3 separate regions of the Sus scrofa genome follow, and regions 1 and 3 are each linked to region 2. The links are chromatin contacts, called in public HiChIP or PLAC-seq maps. All regions are on one chromosome and are shown on one strand. Each heading gives the region's core, a stretch centred on a gene start, on an enhancer-like site or on the middle of the called end of the contact. The rest is flanking DNA. Distances are from core to core; before and after follow the strand shown. Region 1 overlaps ZBTB20 (zinc finger and BTB domain-containing protein 20). Region 2 overlaps ZBTB20 (zinc finger and BTB domain-containing protein 20). Region 3 overlaps ZBTB20 (zinc finger and BTB domain-containing protein 20).

Region 1 (3,843 bases), core at 598-3,097, 360 kb before region 2:
AACATAAAAAACATTTAATGTCATTAAGAACTCTATGCAGTTTTTAGGAACATTTACTCATTCTGAAAAAGACTTTTTTTTTTTTTGGAATTGAGGTATTACTTCTTTTCCTCAACATTTTCACCCTTAGTAATGAAAAGCCTGTACTCTGGCTAGAATAATACATGTAACCACTAAATTGATATAGATTTTCCACTTCCTTTAATGGTCATACAGATATGATTTATCTTATGGTTCAATGAAAATAGAAGCTATACAAGTATGTACATAGTGAAAGAAGATAAATGGGCTGGGAAAAAAAAGTCTGTGTGTGTGTCATGCTTCCTATTTGCCCAAGACAACTGAAACATACTGAAAGTAAGAATAACATATATTGTCACTGTTGTACCACTTCTGGAGATACTGCTTACTTTTCTGATAATGTCAAGATATTGTAGTTTGAGGATCCTTTTTTCTTAAGAAATTCCCTTTAAAATCCTGAAATGTTTATCATTATGTATCTGAATTATCCTGCTTTGAATACCATAGTTTTTAACTAGCAATCTAATTCTAATAAAAACTTTAGAAAGGTCACAAAGGTTTTTCTCTCTCTAGAATTTTATCCTACTGGTGATATTCCCACTTTACCTTTAGAAACAGTCCACACATAACTTCTAGAAGCCCTGCCTCATACTTTTATGAGTATTTATGACATTGCTCTCACTGTATTGTATTATAGTTTTCTGCTTGGATTTTTCTTTTTTCGAGGCTGGTGGCTAAATTGTGCGCTTCTTAAAGACAAGGACTGTGCTTTATTTATCTCTTCATACCCAGTATTATTCAGTTAAGATGGAATAGGTGCTCAATAAATATATATCCAATAAATTAATGAACTTGCAGTCTCACACACACACACACACACGCACATCAGGGCATGAATAAAATATCCCATATCTTTGCATGTTCCTCAAATGATTTACATTGCTTAATGAACAGATTGCTATGTTTCTAAGTGTTCTAGTCACTTTGAGGGAAGTTTTCTAATCTTTGAAATAAAACATCTTTTTTACTTGTTCTTATTCTTTGCTTTTACTTGCAGCATCGCTTTGGCACATGGACTCAAGTACTGATTACTTGACTGAACCATACAGACAGTGTTATGAATCCTTAGTTTTATTCACATGCTGCCTGTTTGGTGGCTTTGTTCAAGCACATTATCTGTTTGTTATATAATAAATAACATGGATTCTGTCAGTTATCTGGAAAAGTCTTACTTTAAAAAAAATGTTCTCAGCATTTAATACAGTGCTTGGCGTATAGTTGGGATTTAATAAATGTTTGTGGAATGCATGAACCAATCAGCCATTATTGTTAACTGTTTTGAGGATGAGGTATGAGATTTTTAAGAAAAGATTAAATGAAATGCCCAGTATCAGACAGCAGGTTAAAAGTAAATCTGATACTCACAATTCTTACCTTTGTGTTTCTGGACTGCTACACAGGCTCACTGAGAAGTGCCGTACATGTCTGATTTCTCAACTTCACCCTGCAGTAAACTTTTGCAATCTGGAGGCTAGAGACCTCTTTTGTAAATGTTGTCTGCCCGATGACTGTGTTGGCACCAAGGAGGCCTTAGCAGATAAAGTGGAGGAACATATGGCTCCCATCTGAATACAAATTGGTGGACATAACGTGGTAATTCCGCTGAGATGTCCTCTATATTGTAAACTGAAAGAGTATGATTAGAGGTGTTTATAAACGGCGTCTGAATTTCCCCCACACCCCTCCCCACCTCTTTTCCACTGTAGTTTTATCGGCCTGAATCATAGCCATCTAGAGTCCCAGTCTCACTGTGTTATTTGTTAAAATGGCCAGCGTGAGGAATTATTAATTAAAGCTAACAAATCACCCTGACGAGCTGTGCCCTGGCATGGCTGAAGGTTGATTGGCGAAAGTGTTCTCCTTTGGAGAAAAGACTTTTTGTGCTCGTGACGCAGTCAGGGACGGATTATTGAATATGCAAGTTAGAAGAAAAATCACAGGACAAGCAAATTGAGTATTTACTGGCAAATAATTGCTCTCTTAAGCTGTGGCTCTCTTCCTAAATTCTTAACATTCCCGAGGGTTAGAAAGAAACACAGAAAAATGCATCGGTACAGAGTACATTTCAAAAAAATTACATAGACTGATGTTTCAGACTTGTGCAGGTAAGTGTGATTGTGTGTGCATGGAAAGTGAAAGAACAAGGGGAAGCAAGGGAAAGATGGGGGAAATTTTTAATCTGGTGGGGTCTTTTTTTTTTTAATCAATTTGTTGTTTATTGGAATACTGCTCGGCGCATTTCTGCGTTGACTGAGAATTTGGTTTCAGTACTGCATTTATTGTGAAAGTTAGAGAAATGAGAAGGAGGGAGGTTTTCACAGAGTTACTTTGTATCTTTATCAGCAAAAGAGCATGTTAATGTTTTGCCCCAATAATACTTATAAACTTTACTCAGGTATTTGTGGCTATTTGTATAAGACTATCACTTGATTTAAAGCTCTTTAGTTATGCTCAGTATTGTTAATTTTGACCTGTCTTAACAGTGTCCCAAACACATTTGGGTACAACTCTTGCATTTATTTTTTAAAGTAAACTCTGTTTTACATTAGCGTCGAGCTAGTTCTTGTTCAGAATTTCTAAAGGGGCGTTATGGTTCTGGAATAGTTACTTAAACTTTGGGCTTCTGTAATAAGCAAAATGTCCTTATTGTCAATTGTGCGGTCTTTTTATCTGAAGTGTTGATCAGACTACTGAGTTTTGTGGACATTGTAAGATAAGTGAGACTACGTTAGAGACTTTTTTCAAAACTGAATTTAAATACATAAAAATATGTGTGGAAATGAAGGCTCATTCTATATACAAAATGTTGACATTAAGAAACAGAGGTGGTCTCCTAAGTACAGCTAGGTTATGTGAAGAACATTATCAAATCACATATATTCACTGAGGATGAATTTCATATTCTGTGAAAACCTGGAAAATGTGCTTTCATCGACAACAAAATGTTTTTAAAATGTGAGTAATTGGCTGGTGAAATAGTATTTTAGGATTGTAATAACTAGGAATAACATGGATTTAAAACAAAGGCACAGACATAATTTAAACTAAATTAACTAATTAATAATTGCAAAGTGCTCTAACAATAAAACATCTACATGATAGTAATAATAATAGGAATAATAATAAAAATGGAAAGCCTGGCAATCACTGAAAAATTAAATCAGATGACTCTCATAGGTTTTAGATAATCAGAATTTCAAGATATAAATATATAAAACATATTTTCCCTCCTAATCTTTTCCTTGAACCATGTAATATTATGCTGGTTACAATTTTTCCTTACTATATCCTATTTTATTAAAAAATGGTTTCTCTTAATATGTAGAAGAGAGTTCAGAAAGTTTAGAAAATGTATTTTTAAAGGTTTAATTCCCACTGGATAACATTCTGTCCTCAAATTTCAAGAGGCAGCCTCCTTAAAGTTTCTTGTGACCATTTGAGGGCACAATTTGATCCATTATTTTCAAATAGCAAAGAGGGCATTTAAAGCATATGTTCAGAGCCTAAACCATCTGCCTGCTTTATTATATACCACAGAATTATGAGGACTTGGAAAGGCTCAAAAATTGAGCCAGAGTTCTATGCAAGATTAAAAAAATACAGCACTTTTATTTCTAATAGTGTTTTGGAAGCTTTTGTTTTTGCTAAGTATTTCATTAGTCTTCTGTAGGAGAATTGTTTTCAGTGTACCCTTTCAATGTATGGGGAGTAAATGGCAAAAATGTAGTTAAGTAACAAGAAGCTATGGCAAGTTAATGGTAA
Region 2 (3,880 bases), core at 1,358-3,857:
AAATAATAATAAAACAGAGAATGGCTGGGTATAAAACCCCATGAGGTGAATATGGCAGAAAAATGTGGACTAATTACAAATGCATCTCTCCCTGTGGGTTTACAATACCCTCTGCCAGGTCTCAAGGCCGGGGGGTGGGTAAGGAGGGGTGAGTGTTAGATTTTAAAACCTACCCACTCCCATACCACCGGTACAACCGTGCTCAGCAACCTGCCTACTTTCCTGCATTGTTGCAATAACTAAATGAGATTATGTATGTATAAGCATCTGGAACAGCAGACGTGAGCATCAATCGACTAAAATTTATTGGGCATTTACTATGTGCCAGGCACTGTTCTAGGGACTAGGGGTGTGGCACCAAACAAAACAACCAAAATCCCTGCTCTCACAGACCTTATAGTAGATTTTCTTCCCCCATAAATATCAAGTAGACAAAATAGGTACATGGACACTAAGAATTGATTTCATTTTATTTGTCATATCTTTCCTTCCAGAAAGTATAATTGGGAGGAAAGGAGTGAAAGAAACAGGGGCAGGGAAGGGGTATGCCGATTGTTTCCCCCTCACCCGTCACACACACAAAACCCCAGAACCATTCTTTGCCCTGATACGTGGCCCAGGAGCCCAACCTCTCTGGACTGTGTTACTCAGGCTGCCTTCTTCTCTGGCTTCTCTTTGAATTTGGCCAAAAGGGTGGGATCAGCAAGAGATGGGAGAGTAGGAGAGGTATTTATTAGCCCAGCTTCAGCTCTGACTGGATGTAGGGTCCTCTACACATTTCCTCCTTCGGTTCAGCAGCTTAAAGCTGAGATTAACAACTTCCCCCTACTGCTAGTCCCTGGTGCTTCTCATCCCTTGAGGGTCCCCAGCCCCTTCTCTACCTCAGTATCGAGTCCTTTCATTCAACTCTCCTCGGTTAAAACCTCTGAGTGTGCCATCTGGTTCTTGCCAAGATCCTGCCTGATACAGGGAGAGAAATATACTGAAAAACATTATAAATCAACCTTGCCAAGAAGGTTAAAAAAACTGAGAGAATAAAATATCTTAATCATGAAAACATCTTAAATGGACCTGAGAACATTAGACCAAGTGATGAAAGGATAAACTGTAGAAAACGTGATAAGCTGGAGTGCCAAAGGTTGGTTTCAATGAAAAGACCGTAGTGCTCAGGTTTGCTGGGCTTCTCTAGGCCAAGTGTAGCTTTCTTGACCCTCAGCTTCAAGAGGAGCTAATGGTAGAGCAGCAGCAACAAGCCACATGTGAGCAGAAAGATGTGTCAGGAGGGCGATACAGTAAAATCCAAATGTTGAAGAAGGGATTGCTCACCCTAGATTCTTTCTGCCTTTGCTACAATTACCATCCATTTGCCCCTGACCTGATCTAGATATTAAAAAGGTTACTAAGATAAAGGAAGTACCTCCTTATAGCTGAAATGATGAAAACCACAGAACTGACACTCTGTGAAAGAGCTACCATCACGGGGCACTCCGTGTGCCAGCACTGTGCCACTCTCTTATAGGAATTATCTCATGTAATCCTCACATCAGCCCTTAGAACTTACCTTTTAAGGTAAGTTCTATTATTTCCATTTTATGGATGAAAAAACTGAGGCCCAGAGAAGCAAAGGAATGTCCCTAGGGCACACAGCTACTGGATGGTGTACCTCAGGTCTACCACCAACCTCCACTGGGGTATTTTGGTACCACCTCCCCTATGCCCCCCTCCCCAAGCCTCTTCCATGCACCACTGGGAAAGAGAGAAAGGAAATGGTTACCAAGCCAAAAAAAATCAGGGCGGGGGCACAGAGGAGGGGTTGATGAGGAGGGTCATGGGTCAAAGTTGTCATGATCCAATGACTGTTTATCAAAAGGAGGTTCTGACTAATTCTTTTCCATCCAGCCAGGCTGATAAGTGAAAGGCACATTAATGTGCAGGAAAGGGTGGGAACTGAGCGAGAAGAGAAAACTGGGAGAGGGAGACAGAAGAGAATACTCTCCTCTCAGCAGCCCCTAGAGACTGATGAGAACTCGCACAGATAAAATATTTATTTTCCATATGTTGCAGCAAGCATTGCCATCACTGTATGTGTGCAATATGTGCAAAGACGTGTGAAATCTATACATCAAATGCCACCGATCTAGTTAATTTCCATGTATTTAACATGCTTAATACCTCCCATCTCCTCAATATGTTTTCATGTATATTTCTTTCCCCATACAATATGGTCTGGTAAGGAGAGAGCCAACATCATCCACAACCTTACTCACTGCTATGTTTCAGCCCAAAACGTGTTGCCAGGGCCAGCATGATGAGAGTTAAAAACCAGTAGATCCTGCTGGCTAACTCAGCTGCCCTGTCACCTTAAAACACCTCCCTAGTTTGTGAAGCAGCCTTTTTCTCATAACAGAAAGGTTTGCAGTGGGGAGATGAAAATGTTTTTGTTCTCTTTGGACAATTGGGAGATAGTCAGAAGGTCAGAACTGACCGTTGAAAGGCAGGTGCCTACGGCCACACTTTTTCTTTTTCTTTTTTTTTTTTTTTTGAATGCAGAGCTCCACCAGTGTGGCGGGAGGAAGTGCACAATGATTGGTCTGTTTCTCTGTGGAAGTGTTCAGGGTACACCCAGTTTTGCTTTGCATATATTTACGAAACATCTGCCCTTTTCTTGTTCTTAAATCCTTCCCCCTCACCAGCCCCCTTTCCCCTTTCTCCCAGTTTCTTTCTTTGTTGTCGTTGGCTCGTCTAACTTTTTCATTGGAGCTTTCATTTTCCGGTTGAGGGGCGACTTCATCAGAGTGTATAATTTTAACATTGAGGGAGAGAGGTTGGGAGGGAGAGAGGGTGAGAGAGAGAGAGATTGAGAAGAAGAGAGAGAGAAACTGAAAAGAAAGAAAGAGGCTAAGCGGCCAGAGCTTGGCAAACCAACCTTTGGCATGGTGACCAGGAGGAAGGTTCTGGTCTGGTGAGGAGTTCGCCTGACAAGCTGCCTGGAGTCATCCGGTGTGCTGCTGCCCTCTAAAGGCTCCAGGGGATAATGCACAGCCACCGGGGCTGGGAGAGACTTGCCCTCAGATGTGCCATGTTTATATAATTCTTTTACACAACCAAAGAAGGTTATTTGCAACTAATTACTACATGAGTTACTTTTTCCTCCTTAATAAACTACGAACTGCAAAAATAGGGTCAAAACGACATCTGTGCATGTCTAGACTTAGATTGTTGTTGTCTTAGTGTTTCCCAGCTCTGGAAAAAGGGAGTCTAGAATTATTGGAGAAGAGTGAGGTGGGAAAGGAATTGTTTCTAAGGAGAGTGAGTGGATCTCTGTTATCTGTGCAGGAGTATAAGTGAATGACACTAGGCAAACAGAGGGGTGAGGCCAAAGGGTTGAGGCTTCAGTATTTTCTACACATAGAAGTGGTTGCAATGCCTCTATGCTATGTTCTCCAGAGGTGACCCTTGAGACAACAAACAGGAGGGTATGGTGCCCGACTCATGTAGGAAGCAGAATCAAATCTATGGAGGGAAGCAAGGCCATTGATAAAAAGAACAATGCAACTTTTGCAAAGTTAAAAGAGCAATGTTGGTGAGTTGGCCATGTACTCTTGTTTGAAAGAGACATTCCTTAATTCCCTGAAACACACAGCTGAAGGCTTTGTCCATGAGCATCTTAAATATTTTTTCTAAGTGATATCTGTCACTAGTGTTTCATCCTGATATTTAAATGACTCATGAGGACCAGCCTAGCTTTAGTGAGCAAAATGGTCCTACTCTGATCAGATGCCCTTCATGGGTTCAGAGGAAAAACAGCCAATCAAGGTAGATTTCACTGCTGCATAAGGAGTAGGAGACTTAATTGGGATTCAGACTATAGCTATTCTCG
Region 3 (4,133 bases), core at 434-2,933, 260 kb before region 2:
ACATTTAGAGTTAGAAGAAACTCTAAAATCACTAAATCACTGTTAAATGTCAGGGTAAACCACTTGGTTTTCCTGGAGGAAAGTGGAATCCATTTAAGAAGCAGAATCCTAATATCTAAGATGAAGTTAATGTAGAATATAGCTCATGCAGGGGTAGCAGCCATGAAACCTGTGGCAGCAATTTTGGCCTCTGTAGACTTAGTTCCATGCAGCTGCTCTTTTGTTTTCCAAATTCACATTATAGACAAATTGTTGTTTATTCATATGAGTGGACAAACTCATGAAATGGCCTCAAGCAGCAAATGGTTTTCGAAGCCAGGTAGAGTGAACTAGACTTTGGTTTATAAATGTGCTGTGATACTAATGGAATGGCTGCATTAACAGTCAACTTTAACAAGGAAATGGGTTTGAGGATAAGAAGCTGAAACGAGTAAAGAAGAGCAACAAAGCAAATGACATGCCTGAAAAGTAAACTTTGTCATTTGAAAAAAGATTATGCAAAATCCACTTGAAAAAAAAATCAGTGAGAGGGCCAACTTGATATGTCTCAAAGAGAATTTGTTGAGATAAGGCCTCAATTTGGCTCTGACAAGGCTATTGTTAATGTAGGGAGAGTGGGGTTCACATCTCCCAAAACCACATCTTTCAGTCTTTATTTATGTTGAGAAAAGATAGAAAGAAGGTACATTGTTTCTCCCTCATTACTAGACTTTTTTCTTTCTTTCCTTTTTTTTTTGTCTCCAGACTGTAAATCAGTTAACTAGGCAGGGTCATTTTTGAGAGCTTTCGTAATGCCAAGAGACACCAAATAGTGAGGTAGATCAAAGGGACAAAGAATTACAGAGGCATTGATCCACTCTCCTTAAGACCCTGAGTACAATGTGAACAGACTACTTAGCTCCAGGCCGCAAACCAAGTGTTTTGCAGCCGACCTAGTCTGTATTTCTTGGGAAGTTCTCCCTGTTGCTTTTCATAGTTTAGATAATCCACATGAACAACCCTGATTAAATCAGTTGCCCCCAGGCTATGGGCAAAAGCATAAATGGTTTTCAGAAGAGAATGGTCCAAAAGCCTGCCTTTTTCCCTCTCTCTCTCTCCCCTCTTCTCTATCTATGGACTTGGTTGTTTTCTTAGTTACTTATATTTTTTCCCCTAAAATTCTTTCTATCCAACGTATGGTAAGTAGAGGGTCTGACTTAAAAGGTAACCTTGCCATTTTCATTTCGTGATTCGGTTTTTTGTTTTGAACTATGTTACCTGTCTTGTTGTACTGATTATGAACAGTTTTTTGAAAGGCTCTTTTCTAGGGAGTGGTTATCCAACAATACTACGGAAGGTCACCAGGCATTTGTTTCTCACTTCTGATTCTTTTTAAACCAGGCAATTACTCTATCATTTAATAATCCTTACCTCAAAGTTCACTTGAAAGAAAGCTCATAAGATTTAAGGGGGGGAAAAAAATCCCTAAAAATAAAAGTCAGGCTAGTCTAGGCCAGGGTGGGAAATTCCATTGTGGCTAGAAGCCCATGGCAGGTAGAGTGGAATTTAATGAAGGAAACTGCTGTGTTTTTGTGTCTTTCTGTATGTTTTTCCTTTAAAACCAAGAGCTGGGCAGGCATCCCATTCGACCTGACGTGACCCAAGCAAATTGCTTCTTATATAAAAACAACTGCAGACTTTGAGAATGTGAAAATGCACTGTATCCTTCTCCAACTGAGGGAAACGAAAGCCTGAGAAACAGGACGGCCTTGTCAATACTCGTTGAGCAGAACTATCACTCAAACCTGATAAAGGGAGATTAGAACAGGCTTCCTTATGCCAGAGGGATTCATTATAAGTTAGACTTCTTTATTTATTTTTTATTTTCTTAAACAAGCACAAGTGGTAGATGGAAAATGCATTTTTTAAAGGCAGGCTTTATGTAGTAAATGATAGTATGCACAGTTTTTAAAAGTCTTTTCATAGAACTCACATTTTTATTTTTCTTAAAAAACTAATATCAAGTTTTAAAAAGACAAAGAGAAGTATTTTCCTTTTCTGCCACAGTCTTGGACAAGCAAAGGAAAAGAGATTCAGGGTGTGTCCACTGATATTGCATTCAGATGTGTTGTCTTGGCTTGTGTACTGACAGATTTATTTAAAAAACAAAGTTTAAAAAATGCATTGTGTGCTAGTGAAGTCACTTCATAAATCTTTTCCTTTATGAATTATTTTGATCACAAGGCTCGTTGTTTGAATCACTGAAGGACTATTCTCCCTAAAAGAAAAATGCCTTCATTTCTAAACTGTCAGTTCAAAAGCCAGCAACTTCCCCTGAACAGCATGCAAGGATCCAGAGGGCCAGAGAAAAAGGGACCACATGAGTCCTAACTCTAATATGAAGCATAATTCAGTTTAGATTTTCCATGGTTCACAGAAGAGACATGTTTTGAAAATTTGAATCCAGAGTCCTTACTTTTCTAATAAATGACTTAGTTTGAAATAGTGATTCTGCTTTAGGAAAAAAACAAACAAATAAGGGAATACAGGCTTTGATGCAGCTGGTCCATCAGAGGGCGGAAGGTTAGAATTAGAATATTCTTCAAGCTGTGGCTGAATAATGAAGGGTAGGGCTTCCTAGCTAGGCAGTGACCACAGCCCCCTGGGAGTACAGAGGACAGATATTACCTAATGTGTACAAAGACTTTAAAAGTTAAGTTGATTACAAGCTGGGTGAGGAAGCTTGGATGAGGCAGCAAGGACTGAGTTCCACCAGAGGGACCTAATAGGAGCCACAGGGCTCCACTTGACCCTCAGTTCTCAAGGTTTAATGGATGGATATCGATAGGAAGCCAGTTAGACTCTTGAAATGAATAGCCTTATGAAACTATTACAAACAGAAAGGAAAAAATGAAATAACAACATATTGGAATAAATGCATACATAGAGATTGGTGAAATAAGTTGAATAAAGGTTATATTGTAGGTAACTGTGTGATGGGTAGGAATCTCCCTAACTAATGTGTAATGTATTTGTAGCTAAGGAACTTGTCTTGTTCTAAGTTTGTTTTCCTCTCAGCACCTGGAATGTTGTTGATACATTAAAAAAAAATTAATAATTGGTCGGTTATATCAATCTGTCATGGTAAATTGGTGAGATGGAGTAATAAGTGACTCGCTGGAAGAGATGGATATGAAGCTGATTTCTAAAGGACAGAACTAGATAGCCTATTAAGGATTCTTTGATTCCATGGGTATTTTTTGACCACTTATTGCTTCCATCTGAGATTTCCATGCTACTGCTGCTCCATGAAATGAGGAAGAATTGTATGGTGGAGAGCAAGCTTATATGATAGAAGAAGTAAGCTACTAATGTTGGAAAGGGCAAGAAATGTATATTGTTAGAACAAGTGATGAGTACTATGATTGAGTCTGATTTCAATTCTAAGTAGGAAACAGATGAGAAAATAATCAGAGAAATGGAATTAAAAAAAAATCCAAAGAGTTAAGGTTAAATATCTGAAACAAACAAATACATAATAATTGGAGAGGCTTAACAGCATATTGGATATGACAGAAGAAAGTGTCATTAAACTTGAATAAAATTAATAAAAATTATTAATATAAAGGGGAGAAAAAGGACTGAAAAAATGTTCTGTGCCAATGATCTATAAACAATACCAAACAGTCTAATATTCTTGGAAAAGAGAAAATAAATGGAATTATTAAAAAGAAACAAAAGTTTAAAGTACAATAGCGGAAATAAAAATAATTCATTGGAAAGACTTATCAGCAGACTGGAGATGGCAGAAGAGAAAAATGGGACAAAAATAATGTTTGAAGAAACAGTAGCTGAAAATGTCCAAAATTAAGTGAAAAAGAAAATTTATTGACAGAAAACTACATGTAGGCATTGTTTCCAAACATCTACAAGGCAAAGATTAGAAGAAAAATCCTGAAAGCAACCAAAGAGATTTAAGGAATAGAATGCCTGTAGAAGAAAAATTAAGTAAATGTCAACTGATTCCTCATCATAAATGACAGATGCTAGAAACAATGTAATGCCATTTTTTAAGTGGTTAAAAAGAAAACTCTCAACTCAAATTTATACTTAAAGTAATGATATCTTCTAATAATAAAAAATAAATAATTTTA

Evidence for each region. HiChIP or PLAC-seq counts read pairs in DNA pulled down with a chosen protein or histone mark.
Region 1: a contact with region 2 is called in an H3K27ac HiChIP or PLAC-seq map of skeletal muscle, with 8 times the contacts expected there. The contact joins two enhancer-like sites. A contact is called at or near these places in 4 of 47 Hi-C or Micro-C datasets (embryonic fibroblasts, heart right ventricle, liver and 1 more) and 1 of 2 datasets of contacts at active chromatin or transcription factors (skeletal muscle).
Region 3: a contact with region 2 is called in an H3K27ac HiChIP or PLAC-seq map of skeletal muscle, with 5 times the contacts expected there. The contact joins two enhancer-like sites. A contact is called at or near these places in 1 of 47 Hi-C or Micro-C datasets (skeletal muscle) and 1 of 2 datasets of contacts at active chromatin or transcription factors (skeletal muscle).

Annotation. Positions count from the first base shown.
Region 1 is chr13:145,234,679-145,238,521 of Sscrofa11.1, forward strand. All of the region lies in intron 3 of ZBTB20 (zinc finger and BTB domain-containing protein 20), which reads left to right. Among named protein-coding and RNA genes, the nearest start is that of ZBTB20, 380 kb to the left of the region's middle. Within about 2 kb of position 1,848, at least 36 of the 83 cell types and tissues checked have an H3K27ac peak or open chromatin away from gene starts, as enhancers often do. A contact at or near this core is called in liver and skeletal muscle, where this site is marked.
Region 2 is chr13:145,593,679-145,597,558 of Sscrofa11.1, forward strand. The region is part of intron 6 of ZBTB20 (zinc finger and BTB domain-containing protein 20); the gene reads left to right. Among named protein-coding and RNA genes, the nearest start is that of DRD3, 170 kb to the right of the region's middle. Within about 2 kb of position 2,608, at least 47 of the 83 cell types and tissues checked have an H3K27ac peak or open chromatin away from gene starts, as enhancers often do. A contact at or near this core is called in liver and skeletal muscle, where this site is marked.
Region 3 is chr13:145,329,883-145,334,015 of Sscrofa11.1, forward strand. All of the region lies in intron 4 of ZBTB20 (zinc finger and BTB domain-containing protein 20), which reads left to right. Among named protein-coding and RNA genes, the nearest start is that of DRD3, 440 kb to the right of the region's middle. Within about 2 kb of position 1,684, at least 23 of the 83 cell types and tissues checked have an H3K27ac peak or open chromatin away from gene starts, as enhancers often do. A contact at or near this core is called in skeletal muscle, where this site is marked.